2 separate regions of the Rattus norvegicus genome follow, and region 2 is linked to region 1. Evidence: chromatin contacts called from public Hi-C data. All regions are on one chromosome and are shown on one strand. Each heading gives the region's core, a stretch centred on a gene start, on an enhancer-like site or on the middle of the called end of the contact. The rest is flanking DNA. Distances are from core to core; before and after follow the strand shown. Region 1 has its middle 79 kb from the start of Akap6. Region 2 overlaps Akap6 (A-kinase anchoring protein 6).

Region 1 (5,555 bases), core at 2,558-5,057:
CCTCGACCAGGGTAGCTCTTCTTTTTTTCCCCCTTTTAATTGTCACAGGTTGCCTGAATTAAGACTTCAAAACATTTGGGGGGGGGGGGAATCATAATGATATCCCTTAATAATAAAGTTGGTTTTATTAGTTTAGTTGCTAATACTTTTTTTCAGCTAAACATAGATATTAAAATGCTGTACTCCTGTGTGAAAATATTTCGAAAGTATTGTGTGTTTGAGGAATTTCATTAGGGTGGGGAAGCTGGGCCTCTGCATCCTGTCCCAGTTGCCTTGAGGGCCTGGTTGCCAAAAATCTAAGTTTTCCCCATGGGAGGACCATATACACATCAGCCAAGAAGGTCATCCTCCAGCCAGAGCTCCAGAGAAAGAAAATGATCCAACGGGCTATGAAATTGGGCCAAGCATTTACTACAGACAAAATCCGTCTAGGAAGCATCGACCCAGTTAGTGAGGAGACGTCACCCTCACTCCACCGTGCTTTTATTTTTATGTTTCTATGTGGGTCACAGCACAGAAAAGTCCATGGAGAATTTTCCAGGGAAGAGGCAGAAGTCACAACTGAGAATTGTTGACCCCGGTTTTTTTTTTCACAAGTTGTCACATGAAAGAAAAGCCAAGGCCATAGGGTTTTAAAACTGTGCTTGCCCAAATTTGGGGATTTCATAGATTGGAAAACATTTGTAAGGAGTTGGGAGAGTTGATTTATTGCTGTTAACATTTCCTTTGGCCAAGAAAATGAACATTTTTAACTCTTGTCACCCAAATTCCTTCTCGGAGAGAGATGTAAATGTCTACCCTACAAACACTCCCAAATCTCAATGACAAACCAAAGTTTTAAGTCCTCTAAATTTGACCTTGGGCAACGAGAACATTGATTGGACTTACGAGTACAGCGTGAGTCAAGGGTGCACTGACAGGAGCAATTGTGGCCCCAAAGCAGCCACACACAAAGTCTTCACCCAACATGGATGGTGGCTTCCTCTTCAGCTGCTGGTGGAGCCCCTGTCCCTAATCTTCCCCAGCTCATACACCTCAGTCCTTCCCAGACTCAGAGGCCACATGTAATTAGAGCAGAGCTGTATGCACACGGCTGGGGGAGGTGGCCATACACACTAGTGAGGGTTCAATCCCCTTCCCACGCCCTCTCTAGGAGATGATGACAGCAGTCCTCGGGCTCCATGGGTGCCCGCTACCAACAGGTAGGGCTTATCTCAGGAAGGCGAGAGTAGTTTGTCTAGAGGATGGTACTTTACACCTCTGATCTGCATCGTTTAATAAAAAGCCATGCGAGACTCCTTACAGAGAGAAACAGGCTATTTCTTTTCTCAGTAGGTCAGTTGGTCCCTCGGGCTTATGAAGGTGCCTAACTTGGCTTACATATTTTGTTTTGTGTTCCCTTTAAACCAAGGTAAGTAGGAGAACACCAGGCAACATACTGGGTCCCTAGACTTAAGAAGATTAAAGACGCCCAAAGCAGCCCACGCCTGAACTGGAAGAGAGAGTTCAACAGGTCAGAGGAGAAATCCCTGTGGGATAACCAGCTCTCAGCTTGTGAGATTCGATAGAAAACCAAACACACAAAGTCTTTTAGGGCTTTATTTTCCTCTGTCCAACCTTGAGAGTGACGGGATGGGGGTGGGGGTGGGAGTTGGGGGCGACCACAACTCTACCAACTTCTCTGCTTCTCGCCTTTCAGAGCTTACCGATTCCTTTCCAGCAGGTGGCAGAACGCTCACATTGGAAATTCCTAAACCATCCAACATTTTTTATTTATTTTGTCTCTCAGAAGATCCTTGGTATCAGTTCTTTAAAAGCCAGCAGGGCTAAAGGTGTGATTAGCAGGCACATGTCTCTGAATTCAACCACCAAGGTGAAAAACATTTTTTGTAAATGGTTCACGTGTTGGGAAGGATGCTGCAAATTCTAAAACACATTCCACCCCACAATCCTATCTACATGACACTTTGGCTTTCACAGAGAAGCAACAATGGCAGAAATAAGCACAACACAGGGAAAGCCTGGGTGATAAACTGCAAAGGCCCTGTCAATACCCTCTACCCCTTAGACAACCCAGCAGGTAGCTTCTGCATTTAAAAACAGCACTAGCCCCAGTGAAAGCTTTGACTGGTCATCTGTCGCCTGTGTTTGTGAAGGTGTAATTTTAGTCTTTTCCAAGAACAAATCAGTCCATGGATTTGGCATTGCCTCTTTTTAAGGAGAAAAGTTGTGCGGTTGTCAGTTACATGAAAGAAAAACCGTGATTCAGTGTCTCTGTACTGGAATTCATATTTCAAGGCGAAAAGCCATTTCCTAAAACATATTCTAGCTGGATATTTCAGGTATAACACAAGTCAGATGGCTTGCTTTCTAGGACTAAGCATTTCAGTCTGCAGTACCCTGCCCTGAACAAGAAAGCTAATAGAAAATCACCCCATACAACAACAACATCAAAAATCCCACACCTCATAGTTCTTAAAGAAGCCACTGCAACTTAGGAATCGGCTACAACTGTGAGCTTTGTGAGTTGTTGTGAAAAACAATTTGAACTAGAAAAGTAAAACTAACTGGGCTTCTCTGAAACATAAAACAATCATATACACAGCGCCACTCTCAGATCTAAGCAGCTGCGAGTGAGAAAATGAACCCGGGAATGAAGGTCCTAGCATTAAGTATTAAGCAGCCTGAATTTGATTTTTTAGAGTCACACTTCCTCTTCATGTTCCCCTCTCTGCTTTTCAGTTTCAGTCTGGTCTTATCCTCCTCCCCAAATAACAGTGTCCCCAAGATGTCCTGGCTCTGTCCCTTCTCGAATGGTATCCACCTCGAGAGACCGAATGTTTTTTATTGCTGGAAAGAACCTGGCAGGAATCAATGCAGCTGCTTCTATGGGGAATGAAACCTGACCTGAGAAAGAGAGTCCTTAAAGTCACAGCTCAGCACCCCTGGGGTCAGGATTTACCCCATCATCACCATCCTGTCACCTCAAGGTTTGTCATTGTCACCAGTCAAAAGTACCTGGCTTCATCACGCCTTCTTTAGAAAACAGCCCTCTGGTGGACTTTTTACACTTTTTCAGAAGAGACAGACAGGGCAAGCAGGAGACAACATCTTGAACTGTGGGTACTTTCCATTTGAGGAATCCCGCTCTGCCTGTATGTGACTCATGCTTGAAACATGCAAACGCCAAGGTCTACGCTGTGGGCTGTGGCGAGCTGATCCTTGGCAACCGAACAAACTGTGAGCTCTGTGAAGTGGGGTCTGTTGTACTCACACCCATACTCCCTGATTCGTGTCTCCATTGCCACCTTCACCACCACCTCCTTCTTAGTTCCCTGTCTTGCTTGGGTCTAGTCCTTTTAATCAAAACTCTAGAATTAGTAAATATCTATCATCCATGTACACTTTGACAGCCTTTAGGTTATTGTTTGACATCTCTAGAATTTCAATTGAACCACCTTAGGGGGAAAAGACTTTTGCCCCCACAGTAGGCCTCCAATCTGAATGATCAGCTGCAAGACCTTCGTGAGCAAAGCCCTAACCACTCCCCCTGTGCACAGCCAAGTTTTTCGGTCTTTGGGAGAATAGCAAATTGCTCATGAGAACAGCTCTCTCCTCCAGTGGCCTACTGATTCCCTCCTACTCTTTGCCTCTTCTTAGGATATGCATTCTCTTCTAAAGTAATCTAAAACCTAACATCCTGCTGTCTTCTCCTTCCCCAGCTGTAGAGACCTAGAAAACACCACGATGTTGCTCATTTAGATCTGCCTGTGTTGCTCAATGAACACCAAGATGCCTGTTTGCCACGTCCTGCTCCAGCTCACCTCATTAGCTAGAGTCCTGTTTTCACCCTGTAACACACTAGGGGTTGCTGTTGCAATGTCCATGCTCAAGGAGCTTAGATGAGAAGTGACGGAGGCTTCGGAGTCCTGGGAAACATTCTAGCTAGGCCTCTGTCTTCACAAGATCTGTGCAGCACATAATTCCTGGACAAACCTCTCAAACAGTACAACTTAAGAGGGTAGCTGGACATCACCAAGCTGAGTGTTTGAGTGTAAGGCTCACTGGCACAACCACTTACCTTGATAACTGCTGGATGTGCCCACTAATCCTTACTTGCCACCACAAAGTTCTGCTTAGACAACCAAGAGGTAAATACTATCAGGCAGAATTACGCATACCAACTGTACCACAACAGCTGGGAAATACTTGAGTTTGTTCCTGCATTTCACAATCATCTTTCTTGGTATGTGATAGCTAAGACTTTGGGAAGTAATTCTTTATATACAAATAACTACCATCAACCTCTGTCAGCCCCCAGTTTAGCTGCAGCAAAATGCTCACAGATGGCCAGTCCCTGGCTTCAGTCAACTGTGCATCAATCCTGGGCAAATATGGGAGGAAATGGTATACCCTATATCGAAGGTCTTTTCAAATTTCTAGGCAAGTTGTCATGACAAAGGAAGCATTTTGATAAATTGTGGATTTTTATTTATTTATTTATTTTATTTATATGACACTGTAGCTGTTTTCAGACACACTAGAAGAGGGCATCGGATCCCATTACAGATGGTTGTGAGCCATCATGTGGTTGCTGGGAATTGAACTCGGGACTTCTGGAAGAGCAGTCAGTGCTCTTAACCGATGAGCCATCTCTCCAGCCCCAGATTGTGGATTTTTTTAAGGTTTAAAAAAAAATGAGAGAGAGACAGAGAGAGAGAGAGAGGGAGAGAGAGAGAGAGAGAGAGAGAGAGAGAGAGAGAGTGTTGGGGGGAGGTCTGATAACAATTTGTAGAGACCAGTTTCTTCCCCCATGGTTTTAGGTATGGAGCTCAGGTGGTGTGTTGTTTTTGTTTGTGGAGGAGTTGTACAAAAAATTTTAAAATTCATTAATGAAAAAATATCCACCAACTTACCTCCAAGTATGAACAATTAACATTTCCACACAGAGAATGAATCTTTATAACTTTAATTTTCTTCAAAACTTATTTTTAATGATGGTTCTTAAATGTTTTATAATCTCCCTTTTAGCCCACCACCCCACCAGAGGGAGTGGGAAAGAAAGGCTATGAGGGAAGTGGTCTTGCTTAGAAAGGTTCTTTGGTGCAACTCCCAACTGTGTTGTATGGACATCAGCAGTTCAGTTCACAGGTTAGCGGGCAGCAGCAGCTCTATCCACTTACAAACACGTCATGGATACACCAGCAGTCAAATTCAGTAGAGTCGAGTTAGCAACAGCAGTGACACAACCCAGAAGAGACAGCCACGCATCAGACTTGGCTTGAGTCAGCAGAAGGGACCAGAGAGGAATGCCTGGAAAAGAGCTCGGCTGCGCCTCTCTCAGTGAAGAAGAGAAGATCAGTGAAGATGCTAGACCAACAAGCATTGCAAGGCTAGATCTATAAGCAAGCCAAGCTCAGCCCACACCAGTGTCCATCAGCTCCTATTTATACCCTCCAAACATCACCTATCCTCCACAGGTCTTGCCTCCGCACATTCGTCTGTCTCAGTTGACATTACTCAGCCAATCAGCCCAAGTCTGTAGAAATGACAAG
Region 2 (5,842 bases), core at 3,128-5,627, 280 kb before region 1:
ATCTTTCCTTGACAGAAGGAAGAGGAAGTTCCTAGTGGTTCATAGGAAGATTGAGAACATGTTAGCTATCATAACTTCCATTTCTGAACTCATACATTTATGATGTCTAGTAAGGAAGCTAGCTAGCTTGTGAGCTCGGAAATCTGCAGCAAGATCCAGTCAGTGACAGCGACATGTAAGTGGTACTAGGGACTGCGGCATAGACAAGATGACCCAGGAGCCGGATGTAAACAGCAGACCCACTGTGTGTTCTGTATCATGATGCCTGAAAGCACACAGCACACTCAAGTTTCTTCACACCAGCTTCCTGTGCTTTGTCTGTATCAGTGGTTCTGTCTGTGTCTTAGAGTTGACAATGAAACTTCTGTATATAAACCACAGAAGAGAAAGCTCTCTAAAGTCCATCAAGATCTTTAAAAAAAATGTTTAAGCACCTATGCTGCACCACACATGGTTTAGCAGAGCGTTGGCTTGTCCCTTTGAGATCATTTTCAAGATGCAATATAACCAGGAGGTGATGCTCTGCTAGGAAGCATTCCTGGACTTGGAGAGACAGGTTTTTGCTGTAAACAGAGTGGCGTTCATTCCTCACTGTGGCCTGTACCCTCTTGCTTATAGGTTGACAAGGTGATCCCTGGTGTCTTCCACATACTCAACGTCTTGTGACTTATTCGTGGTATCTGTCCTTCAAGATCCACCTCAAATGTTCCTCTCCCAAGAATCACCCCATTTTATTGATACTTTTCCACCATCTTTTCTTAGTCTTTCTATCTTGACCCATCAGGAGTTGGATGGACAATTCTAAATGTATTGGAGGCCTTTCTTCCTTCTACACATAACATAGTATAATCACCTTCCTTCTGGTTAAATTTACTGAGGGAATTATTTATAAGTATGTAACTGTAGATATGTTATAAATATTCATATTTACAAATAAATAAGTACATATTATTTATAGGGCTGCTGCGTGGCAATCTCATAGACTAGAATGATGTTTATATTGGTCTGAACACATAGTCATTGCATAAATTTGTCCACGTGAACTTCCTAAGAGGACAGAGAAATGCATTAACTAAAATTATTGGACCAGTTAGGAGAAAATCGACTCTACTACAATATAAGCAGCCTCCATTGTGGCGGGAGGCTCAGAGCCTTACAAAGAAAAGGTACAGGAAGCCACAATAGGTATCAAGATGTGGGAAGGCTAGATGTGGACAGTGTGGCAGGGAATCCTGCAGAAAGTCGACTTCAAAGTGACTTAGGCAACTAAAGGGTGGAAGAGAAAATGAGGTAAATGGTGCTAGCGGTACTCGGGGCTCTTCAGGAACTTGAACACGTTTAACTGTCACAGCCTTTAGCCACACACCTCTTTTGCCTGTGCTTTTCTAAGATAGTGGTATGGACAGGCTGGTCTTGAACTCATGACCCTTTTGACTCCTCCTCTCATATGCTTGGATTAGTAGTATATTTTGCAGGGGGCACAACTGAAGTACCAAAGAGTCAAGTTATTTATTCAAAATAGCATACATGGTAAGTTTAATGCTAGAGGGAAAGATGGGGCTTGGTTTAGAAGACATTATGGCTCCAGAGCCCACCTTATCAGCTGTCATGTTGCAACCATGCAGCACCAGGGAATCTTTTCAGTCACTAATGCATTGCTCAGAAATCTTCCCACCCACAGTGGCATCTCCTTTACTATAAAGTCCTATCTACCATGCTTCTGAGTATTCTTCTTTTTTATATCTTAAGCAAGACTACTCTAGGAGGTCTTTATCATTTTATATCCCAGTGGAATGTGTCAGCAACAGATCAGGGCACAGGACAATGTTTTATGGATCCTCCATCTCATTAAGCACCCCTTGGTTGGTGGTCTCTTAAACACAATGGCGTGCACCAAACAGTATAAGCGTTGAGACAGAGTGACGGTAGGACGAGAAAAACAAACAAGAAAAATAGGTTTACTACAGGTTTACTTTGTAAATATAAATTTAAAAATAAACATTAATTTTGCAAATATGAATACAAATCTTCTCTATGGTACAGAAATTAAGGAAATCATAGCAAAAAAAAGTGTTGGATCAACTCTGCCATATTTAGTTTGGAGGTCAGAAAGGAGGAAAAGGTAAAGTACTAAATTGCTAACTATAATATATGCCTTTGTTTCTGTCTCTCTGCCCCACCCTCCCTTCCTCTTTTTCTCAAACTCTCTCTCTCTCTCTCTCTCTCTCTCTCTCTCTCTCTCTCCCCCCATCCCTAAATATATACACATCGGGGGAGGGGGGATGTCCTATAAGTGATACTTTGCCAATATGATTTTCCTAAAACATTCAAGAAAGAGAAAGCACAATTACTTCCCGAAGGTCAGTGGGAAACAGACCAGCCACTAGCTTCATGGAAAGTAAGCCAGCGTCTTCACTCTTCAGTCTGAAGAATAGAAAGCTTAAGTCACATGGTCCTGACTTAGCAGCAGCACCCTTTCACGATTACGTTTTTATTCACAAAGCAAGCTCCCGACGGTCTGGTTTGGACAGTAAGACGCTCTGCCTCAGACACAGGCTGATGTCACTCAGGACCGTGACATAGAACCTACACTTTGGGGATGGATTTTCCCTACCTTGTCTGAACAGAGGACCAACAGTACCGACAGACATCACAAAGGCAAGTCTGCCAAGAAGAATGTTTCTGATATGGTGCATTTACCTGACCTCATTTGACATAAATTCATACTGGTGCACGTCTAATTCTTACTGGGTCACTCACTGTCTAACTGTCAGGCCCCGCTCTTCCGGGACACCTGTGTCTTTCACCTGATAGCACTGAGGCTGCATCAGGGAGAGTTTCACACTCCAAGCTTGTGGGTGTGCAGTCTCGCTTTCACACACAGTTAAGGTTGTCTAAGAGAAACTCATCCAGAATCCCATGCAACACAGAGTTAGCCGGGTTGAAGTAAAAAGCCCCAAAGAATGCTGTCCACAGAGCCAAAGGTTCTCACTGCAGTTTTGTTCAATATAATCGATGCCAAGTCTCCAGATTCACAGGGGAATTCATAATAACATGAAGATTAGCATGCGTGTATCTGTACTCTTCGGGATTTCACAAAACAGTCAATGCAACAGTGTGATGAAATACATCATATCTCAAAACTACAAAGGGCACCTAAGCGCAGTGGTTCTCACAGCAATCTCAGCACTCGGGAGGTCAAGCCAGGAGGAGGACCACAAGTCTGAGACAAACTCTCACTACAAAGCAAGTTCGAGACCAGCCTGGGCTACAGAGTTAGACCCTATCTCAAGCAATAGAATCAGAGAAAACCACAGAGCTTTAGTCGTAAACGTTAGGAGGCTTAGCTATCCATAATTAATAAGTGGGGTTATGAATTAAAGCCAACTGCCACTGTGAAGTCATTGGACAGGGTAGTAGCTTTTCTATCTCCCTTCACCAACAACACTGCGTTATCTATACATTTTATTAATCAAATATGATAGAGTATGAAAGGAATGACTACTTATTATCTTTCCCGAAATGCTATAGGTAAGCAAGAGAGGATTTTGCTCAGATTTGTAATTGTCTCCTTCCAAAAATGCCACATGGTAATAAAAAAAAAGGTTATTGTTTTGTGCTTAAAGGAGAAGAGAATAATTCACTGGGGTCCTAAGCATAGCTTTAATTGGATTTTTAAATGTGGGCCAGCAAGATAGCTTGACGGATAAAAGCTGCCGTGTAAACCTGACGGCCTGAAATGTCCCCAGAAACCGTGTCAAAAGCTGGAGATGCTATCAAGCCAGCAACCCCACTGCTCCTATAAGCTGGTGGGTGGGAACTGGGAAAACACTCATGGTCTAGCTAGCCTGGAGTGCACAAGTTAGAAAAAGCAAGAGCCTCCCCTATCCCTCTCCACCTTCCCCCCTCCCCCTTCCCCTCCCCCTTCCCCTCCCCCCACCTTCTCTCCCTCTCTCTCTTTATCCTCTCTCCTCAACTTCCCCTATATCCCTATCTTCGTCTCCTTCTCGCTCTCCTCTCAAAATTAAAACTGTCTTCAAAATGTAAACCTGAATGTTAACTGCATTTTGCTGCTGTAATCATATTGATATCTGGGTTTGTTGCCTAGTCATGGCCTTTCTAAGAAAAAGTACAGAACGTTTTTTGGTTTTTTGTTTTTTGTTTGTTTGTTTTGTTTTTTTGTTTTTGTTTTTGTTTTTGTTTGGTTTTTTTTGTTTTTTTGTTTTTTTTTTTTCAAGAGAACCAGCTGCAGTGCAGAGCATGGCCTCACGGTGGTGCTAAAGCCTCACTGATATTCTGTCAAGGCCCATAGAAAGCTTTGCAGAAACCACAGAAGGCATTGTTGCCACATTCCTCCTGGGAAACCAAGAAAGAATTTGCTTCTAATCTGTGGTTCTTCTCAACCAACCTTGAACAATGACCTTGACATGCTCAACAAATCTATCAGCAGGGTTAATTCGAGGCTGCTTGTCTCTCCTGGCGTTGCTACAATACATTACACTGAAGACTTGTTATTATCCCTAAAGAGACTTCTGTGGGCTTATCTTTAAAAGCATTGTGTTGATTTAGAATTCTCAACTCGGATTATGGCCACAGCGTTGGCATTTAAGATTTACTGCGTAACCTAACTTGATGTGGTCCCTCTGAACCGTTTATTAAATTTTTACTTCTCCCAGCCCCCAAATTTCAACTTGAAATTTGAAACCAGCCTTTTCTCCTCTTTCTTATTGTAAGACAGACGCAGAAACATAATGAATCATCTTCATGGATCCACAGTTCTGTAGTAACATAAGCAGCCTATTGCAAAACCCTTCGAAATTAGCCCTAAAAGATTATTGTCCAATTTAATTGAATATTGCAACTGCTTGAAGAACTTTAATAATTTTTATTATCGTGTGCATATGTGTTGCCATATCACGAGTATAGCAGTCAGAGCAGTTGTGGAGTTGATTCTCTCCATTTTCCTATAGTGGGTCCTGGGGATCAAACTCGGGTCTCTAGGCTTGCACAGCAAGCACCTTTATGAACAGAGCCATCTTGCCAGACCTACTTGAAGAGTTTATAAAGCGATAAACAATAGATCCTGACTTGCTCTGGGGTAAAGTTTGAGACTGGGATGTTTGGAATGACCTCTAGCAGTTCTAATGAGCAGTCACAGCTGAAAATCACCCTGGTTTAGAGGCATGACCCCAGACGAGAGTCAACTCAATGTTTGGAAGCTGCCAATCCTATATGCTTAAAAACCATAGTTAGTCTCCCATTAAAGATTGCAGATTTAAGAAAAAAGATTGCAGATTAGTAACTTGAAGCCAAATCTTTGCCATGAGTATGTTTGTTGGGTCTATTTTAAAACCGCTTGGATCCAAATTTTAGAATTGGGAGCTTTCACATAAAATGTAGGTTTCCTACTTACTTTTAAATCTCTTGTCACACAAAGCCACATTCCTATGCAAATGCCATCTGAAGCAGAGAGGTGTTGTCCTTTAGACGCCTTGTGTGGGCTCCAGTTGAATCAGCCCACTGTCCCTCATTTATACAATCCTACACGGCTCATTTACACCATCCACCTGGTCCCTTAGATCATTGGTTTGCAACCCTAGTCTAGAAGAAGCTCACACTTAACGAAACATTCAATCATTCATTCACTCATTTATGCATTCATTAAACAGATTCATTTCCTAGCTTTGCTGTACAGACGTTTGACATTCAGATTCCCTCTCTGGCCCCTTTTCTTCTAACTTCATAGTGCCCTCCTTCTACCAAGCTGTTCCAACAAGCAGCTACAGCAAGACATAGCTGTAGTAATAACACACCGGTTCATTTTGGAAGCTCCCTGGTGACC

What was found. Hi-C and Micro-C count contacts between places; a contact is called where the count stands out from the background.
Region 2: a Hi-C map of the A7r5 cell line shows a contact between it and region 1, with 6 times the contacts expected there. The contact joins two enhancer-like sites. A contact is called at or near these places in 3 of 12 Hi-C or Micro-C datasets (the A7r5 cell line, the Rat2 cell line and frontal cortex).

What each region holds. Positions count from the first base shown.
Region 1 is chr6:75,838,198-75,843,752 of GRCr8, reverse strand. No RefSeq gene overlaps it. Among named protein-coding and RNA genes, the nearest start is that of Akap6, 79 kb to the left of the region's middle. Within about 2 kb of position 3,807, at least 28 of the 93 cell types and tissues checked have an H3K27ac peak or open chromatin away from gene starts, as enhancers often do. A contact at or near this core is called in the A7r5 cell line, where this site is marked.
Region 2 is chr6:76,118,731-76,124,572 of GRCr8, reverse strand. The region is part of intron 4 of Akap6 (A-kinase anchoring protein 6); the gene reads right to left. Among named protein-coding and RNA genes, the nearest start is that of Akap6, 200 kb to the right of the region's middle. Within about 2 kb of position 4,377, at least 9 of the 93 cell types and tissues checked have an H3K27ac peak or open chromatin away from gene starts, as enhancers often do. A contact at or near this core is called in the A7r5 cell line, where this site is marked.